3 separate regions of the Mus musculus genome follow, and regions 1 and 2 are each linked to region 3. A link is a contact called in public HiChIP or PLAC-seq and promoter capture Hi-C data. All regions are on one chromosome and are shown on one strand. Each heading gives the region's core, a stretch centred on a gene start, on an enhancer-like site or on the middle of the called end of the contact. The rest is flanking DNA. Distances are from core to core; before and after follow the strand shown. Region 1 holds the start of Tubb2a (tubulin, beta 2A class IIA). Region 2 overlaps Bphl (biphenyl hydrolase-like (serine hydrolase, breast epithelial mucin-associated antigen)). Region 3 holds the start of Fam50b (family with sequence similarity 50, member B).

Evidence for each region. Promoter capture Hi-C pulls out the DNA fragments that hold promoters and counts their contacts. HiChIP or PLAC-seq counts read pairs in DNA pulled down with a chosen protein or histone mark.
Region 1: a contact with region 3 is called in a FOXA1 HiChIP or PLAC-seq map of pancreatic cancer cells. The contact joins the promoter of Tubb2a here to the promoter of Fam50b in region 3. A contact is called at or near these places in 6 of 39 promoter capture datasets (the 3T3-L1 cell line, the SN4741 cell line, cranial neural crest and 3 more), 2 of 115 datasets of contacts at active chromatin or transcription factors (epiblast stem cells and pancreatic cancer cells) and 1 of 9 other capture datasets (pancreatic islet).
Region 2: a promoter capture Hi-C map of liver shows a contact between it and region 3, with 2.7 times the contacts expected there. The contact joins the enhancer-like site here to the promoter of Fam50b in region 3. A contact is called at or near these places in 7 of 39 promoter capture datasets (the 3T3-L1 cell line, the SN4741 cell line, cranial neural crest and 4 more), 2 of 484 Hi-C or Micro-C datasets (both in liver), 1 of 115 datasets of contacts at active chromatin or transcription factors (pancreatic cancer cells) and 1 of 9 other capture datasets (embryonic stem cells).

What each region holds. Positions count from the first base shown.
Region 1 is chr13:34,076,512-34,079,299 of GRCm38.p6, reverse strand. Tubb2a (tubulin, beta 2A class IIA) reads left to right here and starts at 1,292. Exons shown (of 4, transcript NM_009450.2): 1 at 1,292-1,427; 2 at 2,643-2,751. The coding sequence starts at 1,371.
Region 2 is chr13:34,045,227-34,047,926 of GRCm38.p6, reverse strand. Bphl (biphenyl hydrolase-like (serine hydrolase, breast epithelial mucin-associated antigen)) reads right to left here. Exons shown (of 7, transcript NM_026512.1): 3 at 975-1,141. Among named protein-coding and RNA genes, the nearest start is that of Bphl, 8.9 kb to the right of the region's middle. Within about 2 kb of position 1,371, at least 16 of the 459 cell types and tissues checked have an H3K27ac peak or open chromatin away from gene starts, as enhancers often do. A contact at or near this core is called in liver and neural stem cells, where this site is marked.
Region 3 is chr13:34,733,504-34,736,203 of GRCm38.p6, reverse strand. Fam50b (family with sequence similarity 50, member B) reads right to left here and starts at 1,354. Exons shown (of 2, transcript NM_001382856.1): 1 at 1,296-1,354.

The DNA of each region.
Region 1 (2,788 bases), core at 43-2,542, 660 kb after region 3:
GGCATTTTCACTCCATAAACTCAACCTGCTTTCATATACACCTTCTCATTTCCTGTTCACAAAGCCAGCTCCACGGCACCTATAATTATTTAGTATTTGAAGAAACTGGCTCCCGAGAGGAACTGGTGGAAGCTCCTGTTTACCCCTCCACTGTGCCAGACCAACGAAGAGTAACTCCTGGTGGACCAGTCCTAGCGCCAAGCCTAGGGTTTCTGCTAATAGAAAAACTGCAGGTTCTCGGGCTTCCTCAATTTGTAGCTGGTCAGGTTTTAAACCTTGCTTTTCTGAGGGGAGGAATCTGGGTAGTGTTGATGCCTTTTGTGGGACAGACAGTACTAGCCGAGAGAAGGAAATGTGAGCCCTGAATGTGGGCTGCAACCGTGTTTTTATATTTTCCTGGTTATCACATTTTTAAAAGTGAAAACAAGTGAGTCATTTAACAAATATATTTTAAGCACTGTGTCCAAAACGTGATCACTGTGACCTTTTGTCAGTGAGGTTCTTTGGCTAACTTACCCAGCCCATGAAAACCAGTGTCTCTCTCAGACCAGCATCTCAACTCACACTCACTATATTAGCTACCTCCACTTCCCTCCCTTGCTCTCTCGCTCCAACACGTGTCTGAGAGCAGAAATTTCGACTTTTAAGAGGCTTTTAGGACCCAAGAGTCCAGACCAGAAAAACGTCACTCTTCCTCCTCTATACCTAGCAATCGACCTGTATAGCATCCTTGTCGTCCTTGAAACAGTCCAGACCCTCACTTGATCCTCCCCTCTTTCCTCCCAAGCGGTATCACGTCTGGCTTTCTACTCGCCCTTAGTTACCAAGCAGACTTGAAAGAGAGAACCGGGCTGCAGTTCAAGTCCTGCCCAGGATGCAGGCACCCTTTTTCAGAAAGGACATCTAGTAGAGATGCATTTTCAGTTCTGGGCTTCATATCCAAGAGCGAGGCCACACCTGTCCTGCTACTGGGGAGGCAGGAGCCCCATCTGTAGTCCCCAGAGTGGTGGGAAATGAGCAGTGTGGGAGCAGAACCAGAGTGTAACCTAAAGGTCTCGACAGTAGACAAACACCTCAGGTGGACACTGAGGGGAAACCAGCAGGACCGGCTGGGGGGGCGTAATAACCCTAGGAGGCTGGATACAGGCGGGTGCCCCGCACCTCGCACCGCGCCCCGGCTCCCTCTCGCGGTGCCGCAGTCCCAGCCGCGCCGCCCCTCGGCTCTGCCCCCATGACGTCAGCGGGACTGGGCGGTCCCCGGGTATAAAAGGCGGTGCTGGGGGAGGGCGACTGGTCTTTTGCGCTCCTTAGCCCTCTGTCCACGCACTGCTCCGAGGGCAAGAGCCTCCACCCCTTCTACAACCAGCACCATGCGCGAGATCGTGCACATCCAGGCGGGCCAGTGTGGCAACCAGATCGGCGCTAAGGTGGGCTCACCCCTAGGGAAGAAATGGATGAGGTAGTCCCATCCGGTCAGGGTCCCAAGGTTGCGTGGGGAGAGGGGTAGGGGGGGGTGTCGCGGAAGCAGGCCGAGCCTAGGGGATCCAGAAGAGCCCCGGCTGGTGTCGCATTCCACCGCTGGCTACTGGGCGGGCCGGGTCCTGAAAGCCGACCAACTTGCCAGGATTGGTGCGACAAGGGTGTCTTAAATTAAGGTCCATTACATTGCTTTGGGACACAGCCCTTCTGCGGGGTGCAGCTGACATTAGTCTGGGTTTTTTTCGTGTCTGAAATTTGGGTTGGGGGGGTCACTACATGTATTGAAAAAAATCTCATGTCAAATGTAATTCATATATATATATATATTTCTGTCATTTGAATGAAAAAAATGCAGTGTCATTGGGTTGACAGATGTTACAGAGGCGTGTCTTTGGGCCAACAGACGAGGGTGTTAGACAAATTCTCTTACAAGGGCTCGTTTAGATGTGACATAAAACATTATGGTCCTCTTTTTTCTCTGCAAGACTGCTTGGAATGGGGGCTGTGAGACCCGACGGCAGTGGGGAGACAGCAATGGGTATTTAACATGGGTGTGGGCGGGTGCCTGCACAAGGACATGGTCTCTTTCAACACCGCCATATTGCCCACCCAACCTCCCCACTCCCTTTCCTGCTGCCAAGTCACAATGGAGGTTACATCCTGAGGATGGCCAGCTTTTTCCCGGGGCTGCCAGACGCCCTCTCAGGATTGTACTGCCCATCCCCGAACATTCCTAGCCAGGGTCAATACCCGAAGCCAATATGTAGGTCAGTGGTATAAAACTGGGCTGTTGAAAGCTGTCATGGAGTCTGTGCCAGCAGCCATTGATCCCTGGAGGCACAGGGGGCGGGGCACCTGATTTTCCCTTCTGCCTTTCCCATCCATCAGCCTGTATGTGTAACATTCAGCCTTGCCTGGAGTGATAGAAAGCAGCTGCCTCTGCAGTTCTGCGAGATCCGCTGTGCCCACTTCCTTCTCCAGGCTCCTCCCAGCCCTGCATCTGTGGTCATAATATGGCCGATGCACTGCGCATTCCCAAGACCCTCTGCAGCAGCAGCTGCTGCCCAAATACATGGAGGCCCGCAGCCCACTAGGCTCTTGCCCTGCTGTCTTTCTGGTGACAGAGAGATTCTAAGCATGATGTGGGATTGTCTTCATTTCAGTTTTGGGAGGTGATAAGCGATGAGCATGGCATCGACCCCACTGGCAGTTACCATGGCGACAGTGACTTGCAGCTGGAGAGGATCAATGTGTACTACAATGAAGCTGCTGGTAAGAGTTTGGATGTCAGTCTCGCTTTCCATACCGT
Region 2 (2,700 bases), core at 122-2,621, 690 kb after region 3:
CTTTAGTACCTGTCCTTTAGTACTTCTTTTGATGATGAACTGTGACATAGAAGTGTAAGCCAAATAAACTCCTTCCCATGTTGCTTTGGTCATGGTGTTTCATCACAACAATGGTAACCCTGCTAGGATAATCCCATCAAGGCTGAAGGCACGAGCATACAAGCAGCGGTGGCACCTTACCGTTGCCTTTCTTAATGTCCTGTTCCAGACATGGTTCTAAGCCTGAAGTCAGCTTGGATTGCAGGAATGGCAGAGCCTTACAGACAAGTCACCCTGTGAGATGACTCCTGAGCATCAACAGTCATGACTTCCTCAGGCTTCCCTGCAGAACCAGAACTGAGATAACACCAGACCACACCTTGACCAGGACAGCTTAATTCTGTAGACTTCTTGCTACCTCTCCAGTTCTTGCTCTCCCTAAACCTAAAGCTCATGTCAGTACCCTGAAGATGGTCCGAAGGGCTTACTTTCCATCTTCTCCAAATGGCAGTTTTGGTTTTAGAACACTTTCCTGTCTCTTCACCAGCATTTCTTGTTGCTTTTTTTGGGTGGAAGCCATGGAGTTGAACCTCTGGTTTAGGACTCCATTTTCATCTGTATAAAGCTGTGTATTTTGCTATGTGTGGTGTGGTGTTGTAGGCCTGCAATCCTAGTATGTCAGAGCCTGAAGCAGAAGGGTTGAGATCTCAAGGCCCATTAAGACTATACAATGAAAATCTGTCTCAAACCAAAGTAACACAAAACAAAACTAAAACTGCACTTATGCCAGGAGACTGGTGGGAAAGGCAGAGCCTTGGTGTCTTGGCAGTAGCATCATTAGATAGCTGGGCTCTGTTTTTACTTGGTCCTTTAGCTCTTCCTTATATTAGACTCACTTGGTATTGCCTTTGTAAAAAGAAAGAACACCAGGAATTAGAACAAATAAAGATGGGCCCAGTCATCTCTCCCCACTCCAGCACTTCTCTGGGTCTCACCTTCATCAAGTCAACAGCATCCTTTGCATCCCTTTCAAAAAAATCCCGTGGAAAATCTCGATCTGGGGGTCTGGAATATCCATATCCTCGAGGGTCCCAGGCCACCAATGTGAAGCGCTTCTTATTTAGGCTCTGAAGCTGAGGTGCAAAATCGGTCTTTCCGCTACCTGAAAACACCCACTGGGTTACGGTCCACTGAATGTTCTCAGCATAGCCAACACCAGAGCAAAATAGAAGCAGTAACAATTTTAAAAGACAGTTCTTGGTGCTCTAAAAAATTAACCAGAAAAACCCCTAGTGGGGGTGGGGAGTTGTGTTGCAATGGCTCCACACAGAGGCGCATTGCCAAGCCTGATGGAGTTAGGACCTGTCTCCGGTCTCCCTCTAGTGGTAATTTTGAGGAAGACATAGGCCCAGAGTGAGGCTCGGGACCAGTATTTTTGAAGCGCTTTTGACAGCCTTACAGTTTAGTCTTCCTATGCCTCCTTTGGAAGGATTAAATAAACCTTACTGAAATAAACTTTCAAATTTGATAGTTTCTGGGTATTAGCTCTCTAAGGACTTAGAAATGACGGAGATCCCAATGGCATACAGGTAGAAGTGTCATATTCCAGATGTTTTCAAATAAGCTAATATAAATGCCTTTTAAGAGTAAGTAGAAGTAAATGAAAACCCTGAAACGTGTGTGTTTAAGAAATCAAATTGTATTTTATCAAACCAGCACGAAGGGGCCTATGCCAAGAGCCTGTAATGGCCCTGTTAATCCCCACCAGCTCAGCCACCAGAGATGTGGTGTGCTCACATCCATCTTGTGTGTGTGTGTGTGTGTGTGTGTGTGTGTGTGTGTGTGTTTGTAAGGTCACATACTAAGAGCTCTGTCCAGGGGAAAGTCCACACTGACTGAGCAGTTTGTTTGATTTCTAAGCACTCAGAACTTGGGCCACAAATATACAGCCAGCCAAGTTCACTTACTATCTAGGTCCATCACACAAATCATTAAAAAACCCACACCAAAAGCAGGTCAATGATTGCCAGCCCTTGTCTCCGGCTTTCTCACAGGAGTTTCTTGTATGCCCTTGAACTAGAAGTATCCTAAAGGAGGGCAAAAAGTAAGGGGTTGGAGGGGTGGTGAGATCAAGCTAGAATAACAGTTTCACCAATAAGGAAACATTTGCTTTCTAACACTGGGCATGCACTCGGAAACTAGGGCCAAGAGCACTAAAACCTTAAACAAATATTTAGGGAACAGACATAATTATCAGTACATGATTCTGCGGGGCACATGGGAAACTAGGGGACAAGGTAGGGGAAAGACTCCCACTGCTCCATTTTAAAGCTGTGGGATCATGCCAATACTTTCCAGAAATGAAAAAAAAAATTATACTGGTGGATGTTTTGTGTAGTTAATGCCGCAGTGTTAGAGTAATTTAAAATCATCTCTAATATGGTAAACTGCTTTTGCTGATGGTTTAATTGGACACCAGCTTTTGGAGTATACATCTCCTTCATTTCAGAAGCTTAAGAAACGGGTGCTAAGTGTCCCAAGCCTCTCACTTGCCGCAGTGGTACTGTGTCAGCAGGGGCCTGGAGAGCAGGGTCAAGGGGAGCTGAAAGTTTTAGCATGTGACCTTTAGGAGAAAGAGGCAAATCACAATAAATCTCTACTGGGATTACACAAATACCAAAAAGAAAAAGGAAGCAAGCAAGCAAGCAGCAACCCTAAAAT
Region 3 (2,700 bases), core at 105-2,604:
AAGCAGTATGTCATAGCAGGAGTGCATAGCAGAGGAAGCTATGACAGGACAGCCAGGAAGCAGAGAGAAAGAGAAGGGCACCAGTGTCTCACAGTCCCCATTAGGTCCCACAACTTCAACATTCTACTGCAATCTAGAAGTGTCAATCTGGGACCAACACATTCCACTCCAAGTCTAGAGGACAGAAATGCTAGATACTATAGGAACTCTGGGGAGCCCTCTGAAATAAATTCCAGCACCATGGGATGAAGAAAGCATTTATCTAAGTCCTCCTTCCTAGTCTCTGTGGCTGATAGTCACTCTGGGTATCAACAGTTCTATATGTCAAGTTTACTGCCTCTGCATTGGAGTAGTCAGAGAGAGGGGGGGGAGAGGGAGAGAGAGAGGGAGAGAGAGAGAGAGGGAGGGAGAGAGGGAGAGAGAGAGAGGAAAGAGGGAGAGAGAGAGGGGGAGGGAGGGAGGGAGGGAGAGAGAGAGAGAGGGGGGGGGGAGAGAGAGAGAACAGACATCCTCAGGTACCCAGCATGAAGACACTTGGCTATAACCACCTACTGCTGCAGTGGCAGAAAAGAGGAGTTCAGAGCAATCTAGCAGAGACAAGAAGCCTTCAGTATGCTTTCAGTACTATAAGCTAACAGTATCAGACCTGAGTTAAGGAGGTGAGACTCATGTAATGGTTAATCTTGTCAACTAACAGGATTTGGAACCTTAGGATACACAGCTCTTGGCATGTTGTCTGGTGGGAGTATTTTCAGAAAGATTTAACTGAGGAAAGACAAACCATCTTGAACATGGCCTTACCATGCCCATGGGCGTGAGTCTCAGACCTAGTAGAAAGGAGAAATAGGGAAAGGCAGATGAACGCAGTCCTTATCTTGCTCGGCTTTCTGACTACAGAAACAACATGACTCCGTGCTTCTGCCAACTTGCTGTCAGGATTAAATGTGAGTCAAACAGTCAATCAAAATAAACCCTTTCCTCCTCCTTAGGTTGCTTTTGACACAGCAGTGAAAAGCAACCAATAGAGAGAACAAGCCCCAATTTCTATTTTCCTAGTGCATATGTCATAGCCCTTTAAGGCATCTTCCTCCTTCCTGCTAGTTTGTGATTCCTAAATTACAATAAAAATGTTGATATTATGTCACCGATAGGGCTCATTAGTCTCCCCTGCTTGCAGGATAATGGACAAATTCCTTTCCTCTAACATTCAACTCCCTTCACAATTGGTTTTACTCGAGTTTAAAGAGCTGTACCTCCCACATCTGCCCCAGCTGGATTCAAGCCAGTCCCCTCACCTTTTGATGTATGAGCCAAGACTCTTCCTTCTGGTGCTTTTGCGAATATTGTTTGTTCTAACTGACACAGAAAATATGCAAAACATTGGCCAACTGCTAGGGCAGGCTCTAACCAATCAGGACAGAGATTGGGCCAATCAGGTGGTGGTCATGTATAACTGCCGACTTGGACTGACTGATGGATGCAGTCCTGCTGCCAGCGTCTGATCTCCTGACAACTGAAATGCAATCCTCCCATGAAGTTTTCCTGGACTGTCGTTGCTCACTTGGGCCTTTGATTATTACAGATTAAATTTTTGTGTGTAGGTTGTTACTAAAGAGTTTACGTGATACACTAGTCTGAAAGTATTGGCACTCTCCAGACAGCATGATTTTATTGCCTTTTCATACAATAACTCATTAGTGATCTTAGCTACAGAGGAGACAGAAAGCTCTGACTCCATTTTGCATGTGGTATAGTATGGTTGATCAGAATAACTTTCAGGTTTTAGAAAAGCTTTTTAATTTCAAAATTTTATAAGGATATAAAATGATAGAACTTTATTCCTCAATAAATAAATAAATAGAAAAAAAAAGAGAAAATATTTCAGAGCTCACAACTTCAGTGTGGTGTTGTCTTAAAACTATTGAATATGGGGAAACTCTACAAAAGCCCTCTAACTGGGGCAAGAAACCTAGTAATTTCTTTCATGTGTGAGCTACTCAATTTCAAGGGATTTCAAATTTCTATGAAATGTTCTTCTTTGTTTGTTTGCTGTGTTTTTGTTTTTGTTTTTGAGACAGAGTCTTCCTATGCAGCCCAGGCTAGCCTCTAACTTCCAATCTTCCTGCCTCAGCCTCCATTAGCAGTGGATATGCTACACCATGACTCAATTCTTTAAAGTGCTCTTTAAATAGCTGTTGGATACATTCCTGGAAGCCACCCAATACCACAATGACTAACAACATTTTAATCTTGACACTCCTACTGAGGGGTCTTGCCCTCGAATCTCTTAGTCTCTGTCCCCTGAGTCTGCTTGGTGAGCTGGTTATATTCACAGGAAGGCTTACTAATTGCCATGTTCTTTCCTGGGCTATTTCTCTTTTCAGTCTGATGCCCACTGTAAAATGTCCAGCCCAGCAGCTATGTCCTGCGCTGCAATCATAATAGCCAGACATGAGCATGTTTGCCTCCATTTGATCGAGCTTCTGATGGTTGTTAGGCATCCATCTGGTAAGGGATAATTTTGGGAAAAGCCGTTGTATTTTCCTTCTGGGTGATGAGACTAAAACTAAGCTATCTAAGAGTGGGGCATTTGTGTAGTATAGGTTCTTCTCCATGTGGTATGGAGCAGTATGCCTCTTTGCTGTAGCAGCACGGGCCCCGTTCTGCTATTGGTTGATAAGACATGATACTCAGACTGAG